Regions from separate parts of the Mus musculus genome. Here all the other regions are linked to region 3. A link is a contact called in public HiChIP or PLAC-seq data. All regions are on one chromosome and are shown on one strand. Each heading gives the region's core, a stretch centred on a gene start, on an enhancer-like site or on the middle of the called end of the contact. The rest is flanking DNA. Distances are from core to core; before and after follow the strand shown.

The links. HiChIP or PLAC-seq counts read pairs in DNA pulled down with a chosen protein or histone mark.
Region 1: a FOXA1 HiChIP or PLAC-seq map of pancreatic cancer cells shows a contact between it and region 3. The contact joins two enhancer-like sites. A contact is called at or near these places in 1 of 484 Hi-C or Micro-C datasets (LSK cells) and 1 of 115 datasets of contacts at active chromatin or transcription factors (pancreatic cancer cells).
Region 2: a contact with region 3 is called in a FOXA1 HiChIP or PLAC-seq map of pancreatic cancer cells. The contact joins two enhancer-like sites.

What each region holds. Positions count from the first base shown.
Region 1 is chr8:126,515,344-126,518,649 of GRCm38.p6, reverse strand. No RefSeq gene overlaps it. Among named protein-coding and RNA genes, the nearest start is that of Gm51605, 16 kb to the right of the region's middle. Within about 2 kb of position 1,284, at least 223 of the 459 cell types and tissues checked have an H3K27ac peak or open chromatin away from gene starts, as enhancers often do. A contact at or near this core is called in pancreatic cancer cells, where this site is marked.
Region 2 is chr8:126,537,925-126,541,303 of GRCm38.p6, reverse strand. No RefSeq gene overlaps it. Among named protein-coding and RNA genes, the nearest start is that of Gm39286, 32 kb to the left of the region's middle. Within about 2 kb of position 1,388, at least 216 of the 459 cell types and tissues checked have an H3K27ac peak or open chromatin away from gene starts, as enhancers often do. A contact at or near this core is called in pancreatic cancer cells, where this site is marked.
Region 3 is chr8:127,144,471-127,147,702 of GRCm38.p6, reverse strand. All of the region lies in intron 1 of Pard3 (par-3 family cell polarity regulator), which reads right to left. Among named protein-coding and RNA genes, the nearest start is that of Pard3, 82 kb to the right of the region's middle. Within about 2 kb of position 1,437, at least 38 of the 459 cell types and tissues checked have an H3K27ac peak or open chromatin away from gene starts, as enhancers often do. A contact at or near this core is called in pancreatic cancer cells, where this site is marked.

The sequences.
Region 1 (3,306 bases), core at 35-2,534, 630 kb after region 3:
CAATACTGTGCCTTCAAGGACTGGTATCCGGTCAGCTCTGGTCCTTCCCTTGTATTTTTAGCCTGGCTCTTTTGTCTCCATTACTGTTCGCCCCTCCCTCTCTTGCTGATTTAATTACCTGCCTCTAAAGGCCAGGGAACCAATTATATATCAGCTTCTGGCCTTTAAAGACAGCACAGGTTCCTCTGTCCTGGGATAACCTAGTAAGCTTTAAAAGCTAGTCTTTGTTTGTTTGTTTGTTTCTTGGCTTTCTGTCCCTTTACACCCTGCGGAAGACAACGCATCAACATCTGACCCGAGTCTGGGGGGAATGTTTCCAATTAACAATTCTCCTTTATTGATTGTAAACAAACAAACAAACCCGGAAATCGGCAGTCTCTAAGAAAAATGTTTTAGAATAGTGATCTTTTAGCGCAGGTTTCAGAGGCCTCAGCCCATTTAGTCAATAATGAAAAGGATCATTATCTTTGCATTCACAACTAATGTCCTCTGCTTTCTCCTGTCATTATTTGGCTCAGCTGGGAACAGTCTCCTTCTTATTCCCTAATAGGCTAAACAGTATTGAGAGCTGATATTTGTGAAATAGTGATGCCTTTTGTGGGTGACAGGCTTGCCTCTGGTCTGTGTTGAGGTAGAATTTAGGCTGACATGAGATTCCTTTCTTTTCCTTTGTAAACGTTATATATATATAGGCTGGAGAGATGGCTCAGCGGTTTAGAGCACTGACTGCTCATCCTTCCAGAGGTCCTGAGTTCAATTCCCAGCAACCACATGGTGTCTCACAAACATCTGTAATGGGATTTGATACCCTCTTCTGGTGTGTCTGAAGAGAGTGATGGTGTACTCACATACATAAAATAAATAATTCTTTTTTAAAAAATGTATATGTGTATAGAAGTTTTGTTTGCATGTATGTCTGTGTGCCGTATTCATGCCTGGTGCCCACAGAGGTCAGAAGAGGGGCGCAATACTCTGAGACTGGAATATGGATGATTGCAAACTACCATGTGGGTGCTGGGACTCGAACTCTGATCCTCCAGAAGTGTAGCCCGTCCTTGTAACCCGTGGACCCATCTCTCCAGCCTTGTACCCCCTTTAAAATACAATACACATCAGGATCTAAAGAAGAAAACATATGTTTATCCTTTTACTCTGGTCTCCAAAAGAAGCTTGCTGTTGACTGCGGCTGCGTGTTCTGCTGGCACTATCTAAGCAAGCTAACCTAGATAGGAACTGGAGTTACATCAGCCGTCAGGCAGGGAGTCTGGCAGCACGCCAGTCTGTGAAAACCAAACGCATTTGCGTCACCGTTCCCTTGGTGATGTTTCTGGGAGCCTTGTCAGCTCTCCCATGAGGCTGCTTCCTTAATGTCAACAGACGTTCCTAAATCTTTAGTGCTGAATAGCTCTTTTCCATTTCTAGAAGCACTTCGATGACCAAACAGCTAACGGGTGGCATGGCTGCCATCTTTAAAGCTCATTTCTTTCATGAATTAGGTGTTTGTAGCAGTGCGGGTGGGCGCTCTGGGAAGGCTTAGATTCCCGCTGCTCTGTGATGTGGGATCTATTTTGGAGGAATCGGGTCAGCAGCTTCAGTCCAGAGCTGCATTCCTGCGTTCATCTTCCTCCGGAAAATCCCTTATCCCACTCCCAGCTCTCCCAAAACCAATTACATCGTCACAGTGTCAAGTGTTGGGAGAAGCGGTTGCTCCAAAGACCCCCAGAATCAGCCCCAACTAAGAGCGGCTTTCTGATCTCCCTCAGCACATCTGTCCGCTGTTCATCGTGAGCCATAAATAAGAAAGGACGTCAGCCTCCCCTCCCGTGAGATTTCTTGTTTTCGGTGTGATGTCTTTTTATTGATCTCTGCTGCTAGTCAGGCGTGTTTTCTTTGGAGAAGCAATGGAGGGAACCACGCCCCCTAATCCCTACCTCATGGGGCACTAAAAGAGCCCTGTTCTCAAGCTAGCTGAGTCCTTTGCCCTACAGGAACCTCCAGGTCATTAGACAGTCGCTACCCAATTAATCACAGTCTTTAGACGTCTTAATGTGGAGAGCAGGTCTTTCTTTTGTGGTGATTAGGGGAGGGTTTTTTGAAAGCTTTATTATTATTATTAAAATTTTTATGTTTGGGGGCATTTTGCCTGCGAGCATGTCTGTATTCAGTGTGCTTGTTCAGTGCCCTTGCAGGTCAGAAGAGAGCATTGAGTCACTAGAAGTGGAGTTACAGATGTTAGTGAGCTATCATGTGGGTGCTGGGAGCTAAACCTGGGTCCTATGTAAGAGCAGCCAGTGCTTTTAAGGTCTCCACGCTCCCTGCCTTTCTTTCTCTTTTTCCTTCTCTCTCTCTCTCTCTCTCTCTCTCTCTCTCTCTCTCTCTCTCTCTTTCTTCCTTTCTTCCATTCTTTCTCTTTTTTCTTTCTCTTTTTCTTTTCTCTTTTTCTTCCTTTCTCTTCTTCTCTTTCTTTCTCTTCCTTTCTCTCTTTCTCTATCCCTTTCTCTTTCTTTCTTTCTTTCTTTCTTTCTTTCTTTCATTTTCTTTCTTCCTTTTTCTCTCTCTCTTTCTCTCTCTTTCTTTCTCTTTTCTCTCTTTCTCTTTTGCTTTTTCTCTTTCTTTCTTCCTCTACCTTTCTTTCTTCCTTTCTCCCTCTCTTTCTTTCTTTCTTTTTTGTCTTTCTCGCTTTCATTTTCTTTCTTCCTTTCTCTCTCTTTTTCTTTCTCTTTCTCTTTTGCTTTTTCTCTCTTTCTCTCTTCCTCTACCTTTCTTTCTTCCTTCCTTTCTTTATTTCTTTCTTTTTCTGTCTTTCTTTCTTTTTCTTTCTTCCTTTCTCTTTCTTTCTTTCTTTCTTTCTCTCTTTCTCTCTTTCTCTTTTCTCTTTCTCTTTTGCTTTTTTCTCTCTTTTTCTCTTCCTCTACCTTTCTTTCTTCCTTTCTCCCTCCCTCTCTTTCTTCCTTTCTTCCTTTCTCCCTCTCTCTCTCTCTCTCTTTCTTTCTTTCTTTCTTTCTTTCTTTCTTTCTTTCTTTCTTTCTTTCACACAAGGTCTTATGCATCCTGGACTGACCTCAAACTCACCACCTAGGCCAAAAAGGAACCTTAAGCTCCTTATCCTCTGACCTCCAACTCCTGAATGCTCAGATTATGGGCCTGTGCCACCCACCATCATGAGGATTGAACCCAGAGCTTTGTGAATGCTTGGTCAGCACTCTGCCAACTGAGCTACCTCCCCAGCTCTGTGAACTTCTTTGAAACATCATGAGTTCTGTGAGTGACTAAGACAAGGGATTGCAGAAGGAGTCGCTGTCCTTT
Region 2 (3,379 bases), core at 139-2,638, 610 kb after region 3:
ATGTGATTGATGCTCCAGACACCACTAAGTCACTTGATCACTTCTAAGAAACCTCAGTCCTGCTGACTGCCATTTCCCATGGCTCTTCATTGAGGAGGTCCCCCTGGGGTCAGTCTCCTTCTCTAGGCTTCCCAAACCCTTAGCATGAATGAGTCTATCACAGTCCCCACTCGTGGCAACATAGTCTCTATCACTCTTTTTAGAAATATTTAATTTTAATTGTATGTGTGTGGGGGGGAGAGCAGAGGAGGAGGGGGGGGGAGAAGGATGAGAAGGAGGGGGAGGAAGAGGGGAGGAGTTTGTGCATCTGAGTGCAGTGGCCTTGGAGGCCAGAAAAGGCACCTGGTCCTCTAGAGATGGAGTTACAAGGAGTTTTGAGACTCCCCACATGGGTGCTTAGAACCAAACTCAGGTCCTCCGCAATAGCAATATGTGCTCCTAACTCCTGGGCATTGCTTCAGCCCGTTCTTCAGCCTGTTCTTCCTTTCTTGGCATAGGCTTTTAGATGGAAGTAATGCCCTTTGGCCCTTCACCTCTTCATCTACCCAGCAATACTTTGCATAGAATAAACAACAGATAAGTGCCCAGCAGGTGCTTGGAATGAGGGGAAGGGTCCTTACTCTCAGCTCAAGGGACCACCTGTCTCAAGAAGGTTGTGGATTAGTAGAGGGCACCTCCAGCTCTCAGTGTGACCCTGTCCCGCCTTTACAGTTGGTAATAGCAAGGCATTCATGGTCATGCTAATATTTACAGGCAATTATAGCATGCCAAGGTCTGCTGAAAGCAGCTGATGTGATTCATCCTACTCCTCGTGGGAAACTACGGGCTGTTCCGGCGACTGTCCACCCTCACCCTGCAGAGGAAGCTTTTCCAGGAAGGTGTGTAGACCTTTAAGAAACAATCTTTAATTTAACATATGTCTAGACAGGAAAAGTCAGGGTCCAGCTTCTGATTTTGTGACCCTCCTGCCTCAGTCTCCCAAGCCTCTGTGATTATAGACATGTAATCACCAGGCGTGATTCTGGGTGTCTTAATGTCTGAGTATTGCTAGGCTATGAGGTAGAGGTGCTATTCTATTGCACGGGACACCGGCTACTCCCCTCTGAGTCTAGAAGGGACACGTGCTGTTCCTTTCTATCCCTTAACCCAGTCCCGCATTACCAGGACTATCCATGTCTTCAAATGGTCACCAAACCACCGGAGCCTCGAGGACTGAAGCTGACTCTCTGCACAGACTCACTCTGAGCTGAAAGATGGAGGCTTTCCTGACTCAGAAGACACCCAGCCCAGTCACCCATGGCTGTTGGCTACAATGAGCACACGCCCGGCTTCCATCAGTGTGATGGAAAATTCTAGGGCTGTGTTGCTGCCCAACACAAGCAGCCCCGCCTGGCTATGAAGAGCCTAAGGAGTGACTCACCGGATATCTGACTTGCAGAGCCCACACACCAGGGTTCAAAGATACAGTGTGAAAGAATCTGACATACCTCATTAATAATCTCTACGCCGTAGGCCACGCCATAACTACATGGTCCAGTGTTTGTTTTGCCTTGGGTCCAACCCCCGACACTACGAAAACAAAAAGCAGTGATTTCTAATTGATTTCCTTGAGGTGGCCACTTTGGGGGTTTATAGGCTTACGAGAATTTTAGGAAACTAGTCAGTCTGGTCCCACCCCCACCCCCACCCCTTTTGGCTGTGGCTACTGGAGCACTTAAAATCATCTGAGTAGCTGGTGTGCTTCCATTGGACCATCTTTGGCAGAGCTGTGTGCATGAGTCAGCAGGAAAGGGCATTCTGTCAGGACTGGGGGTGGGGGTGGGGAGCTGTCCCTAGCCTGAGGGGATGCAATCACCCTTCCCCTCACTCAGATGACCACACTAGAACCCAGTGTGTGACCTGGGCTTTGGTTTCTGTTTCCCTACAGCACCTGCCCCTAGGGCATGTGTGCTCAGGGCTCTGATGGTGTAGCTCACATTTTTCTTTCTTTCTTTCTTTTTTCCTGGTCCACACAGCACCCAACACTGTCATGTCTTTTCTTTAAGCTATTCTGTCTGTGGTGACTTTCTTAAGCAAGGGTGCTTCCATGCCTCGGAAGAAGGCACGTGATAAAATCAAGACACAGACAAATGGCCTGCTCTCTAAGACTGTCCCCCAAAATTGTGTGCAAAACAAATGGCATGGACAGCCAAAGAGTTCACTCCACCTACACGACCCCGTCCCCCCCCCCCCTCCCCGGGGCCCAGCTGATGAGCTCTATTGTGGGAGAGCAGGCTTAGCACACAGGTTTCCAGAGGAAGGATCACTGTGTGTGGTAATCCCTGACCTGTTCAGGAATGGTAACAAGCTGCCGCCGCCTGACTTGTTTTCTCTCATCAGATGTAGAGGTGCTGCAGCATACACACACACACACACACACACACACACACACACCCTTTGATGTTGCCGCCTCACTCTTGCCTCCCCCTAGTCAGCCCTCTCCTTTCTCCTCTCTGCTTTTACACCGGTTTCCATAGCAACCACTTCTATTATATCCCTGACTGTGAAGAGAAAGCCTTCCGAGGGACCCTACGCCTTCTAGGAGCTGTTTGGAAGCGTTCTCCTTATCTCCCTGAGTGGATTTTCTTTGGCTTGTCTTCCTCACCCCAATTCCCTCCCTGCAGCTGCCCTCCATTGAGTGCTAGAAACACACACACACACACACACACACACACACACACACACACACACCAGGATAGTTTTCTGCAATGCCAGACTGCAGGGTAGGTGCTAAGAATCTTGCCAGCAAAAGATGCAGTCTATCCTTCAGGGAGCTTCACACAGGGACAGGCCCCGGACATGACAGGCTATCCACAGGAGCCCTGGGGAAGAGAATCAAAGGTACCTGAGATCTAGCTGGACTGGTTCACCAGTCCCCATCCACAGTGACCTTACTTAAAAACAAGCAATGAACACAGACAGCCTTGGCTGCCTTTATGTCGAACCCCGTCCTTTCTCTCCCAAACCCCAGCCTCTGCAAATCTCATGGTCATAAGGGGACTCCCATGTTTGCCCTTATTCTCTTCCTTTTCCTTTAGGGAGGTTAGTCATGCTGGTTAGAGGACAGGGCAGGGATTACAAGTCCTCATAAGTCTGTGCACACACATACACACAAGCACACATACATACACATGAACACATATGTAAACATGTGTATACATGCATATATTTGCACACATGTACACACATACACATGCACACATACACATATGTACACACATGCATATACACATGCACACATATATACATTCACGTGTATACATAAACACACACATGTACACGCATACACACATGCACACATGTGCATACATTTGTGCACACATGTATACATACATATACT
Region 3 (3,232 bases), core at 188-2,687:
CTCACGGGCCCCCGGGAGCTCCGGATCAAACAAAGCAACCTGGAAACAGCTCCCTTCTCCCACTTAATCCGAACCCACCTCTTGGCTTGTTCCTAAATAACAGAAAATATTTTTAAAACAACAACAGCAATAAAATCCTTTCTCAGGTTACCCAGTCACAAACACACGTGGCAATCCCATACACCTGGATATCCTAAACAGAACTGAATCCAGAGAAATACTTCTCAACTGAGGGAAGTAACCTGTACAGACACCAAGCATGCGGAAGGCCCGATACCTACCTCTGCTTTCCTCCTTGGAAGCCTGGGCAAGCACTGAGTCAGCTGTAGCTTATGGCTCTTCCACTCAAACTCAGCCCAGCCCACCCTGGGAGGGCTCTGGGTCGAGGTCCGACAGCACCACATGGTCACAATACCAGTGGAGACCAAGGCAGGGCCCCTAGACACTGGTGCTCCGCGTGTAACTCCCAACAGCCATGAGAGGGTGGCCAGCCCAGGCTAGGAGGTACCTAGGGCCACTGTTGCCAGAAATGGAGTTCTCTGTCCTCCCAGAGGACTCTAATCCCCAGACAAGGGAGGGATCTGTGATGGTATCTTCAAAGGAATGCCAAGACAGGGGTGTCCCTTCCTGTGGCTCTGCCATCTACTGACAAGGAACACAACAGTCAGGGCAGAGTAGTAGAGGCTCACAAGCAAGACCTCCACATGCCTGTCTCGGTCTGTCCCTGCAGACCAAGGTGCTGGGCTCTCCTATCTCCCATTATGTTTGTGCTTGTTTACACCTCCTGGAAAGGCAGGCTCATTCCTCCCACTGTGCTGTTCTTTCCCACACTCCACTTCCTGGCATAGATCTGTTTCTCCCTGGCACTGGTCAGCAATCCACGTTTATCTATCCCAGTCAGTCCACCACAGATGAGATGGCAGAAACCTCCTGCTGGAAACACATTTATTACCATTTATTTGCCATTTATTACCCTGACAAATATTTAGATAGCACTCTTTAACTCAGTGGGGATGCTGGACACCAGATAAGCCCCCCACCTTCCCAGAGACAGCCCTGCCTTTATTCTCAGCCAGAAATAATGGACTTTTGGATATATTTTATTAATTCTTGAATAACGTCACATCATGTCTTTCGCTCATGTTTATCACCCTCTCAACTCCTCCCAGATCCACCCATGCCTTTCCACCATGCCCCCAATTTCCTGTCCTCCTTTTACTTTTAATTTTTTTTAACTACCCAATCTTACTCATTTTATGCTGTCCATATATATACTCCTGGGCGTGGAGCCTCCCACAAGTTGACCTACCAGAAGTCATATCCCTAAGGAAAGTGTCCATGACTCCTCTGTTAGTGATATAGGCTAGGAAACCCCTGCCCACTCCGTGCTGGAAAACTGGCTGGCTTGATTCTGTTTGGGTCCTTTGCAGGCAACCACAGCTGCTGTGCCGTGATAAGCACATTGGCCCTGTCCCATCCAGAAGATGCTGTGATGACCCAATATCTAGCTCTTATCCTCTCTCTCTCTCTCTCTCTCCCTCCCTCCCTCCCTCCCTCCCTCCCTCCGTCTCCTTCCCTCTTCCTCTCCTTTCCTCCTTCCTACCCTCTGTCTCTGTCTCTCTCCCTCCTTCCTTCTCTCTATGCCTCCTTCCCTCCGTCTCTTTCTCTCTATCTGTCTCTCCCTCCCTCCCTCCCTCCTCCCCCACCCATACACACACACACACACACACACACACAAAACACTGGTCCTTAAAATCATTCTATGCCCTCTTCAATGATGGTACCTGAGTTCAGGGGCAAGTGCATGGGAAATGCCCTTTCAGTGGCTGGTTTTGACCTATTATTAACACTTGTTCTGAAATAAGGGAATTCTTTAATAAGGGCTAACCCTATAAACCTTTTCTGAACAGCTTACAGTGACATATTTAGGAATATCTTTGTTACAAAATTAAAGAAAATGGAGCCTATGAATTGGAGAGTGAGCAAGGGGGGATTATGGGGAGGATTACAGAAAGGAAACAGAAGGGGGAATGGATTCTGAAATTATGTTTTAATTACGATTTTTTTAAAAAAAAAAAAGTTTTTAAAACATACTTACAGAGCAGAATGACAGCCCCAAATACTGGGTTATCACCTATCCCACCGGCTTTAGAAACCAGACCAGCCTCCCCAAGTCACATTCCCGAGCACACTTAAAGTTCCTTATAAAACCCTGCTTGGAAACAAAGAAACAAATTAGCTGTGTAGGAACTCCAAAGGATGTAATTACACAGCTGATAATTAGGAAACAGACTTCCTCAAATGACAACACTGGAAACTACAACATTATCAGATGAGGGAGGGACACTGGAGCAAAACAGGTTTGGGAGGTTCAGCCACAGAAGTAAACAGTGGTGAGAGCCAGCATTGCAGGGGCAGAGATGAGAGTGGGGACTTAGTGGGGACAGAATCCGAGCTGGGGCTTATAGAGACAGCCAGAGTGGGGGTGGGCAGTCTACAAATACAGAGATACAACAGCGGCTTCGTGGCATATCCAGAAAGTGACAACAATGTCTGGATGAGCACACAGACTCTCTACAGGTCAAGCAGATGGAGGCAATTCTTCTATTACTGTTCCCTCCTCTCAGGAGACTCTAATTGTATCAAGTTCACAAAAAGTAACCACACACTATTGTGTCTACAACATCCTCTGTGGACATACACATTGTGTCTACAACATTCTCTGTCGGACATATACATAAACATAAATAGTTACAACAGGGTTCTGAGCTCTGTGGAGCCACCACCTGGGAAGCTTTCCAAACCCAAGATTCCAGCTCTTCCAGCCCCCGGCAGACTCTTAAGGTGAAAACCATCAGACATATTGAGGAATCCCCGCATGGCAGCTCCTGCTGACCCACCCACTTCCTGAGGACTCACTGAACCTCAGCCACAGGCAGAGATAACACAGCATTTTGTGTGCACACACCTCTAGCCAATTAAGAACAGCCCTGGTGCAGTTCCATGGTTGAGTGTGTACACAGCATGAGCAAGGCTCTGAGTTCTGTCCCCAGCACCAACGAAGAATAAAAACAAAAACCTGTCACCCAGTCTGAAGGAAACACTTTAGAATACATGGGTACAACCAGATCTCCGTGACTTAAAAGCAACAAGTGAGTAAAGATTTCAAAAAGGACACCCCGTTACAGAAACCAAACACCACCACACAGATAAGAGGACCCCCCCCCCAGAA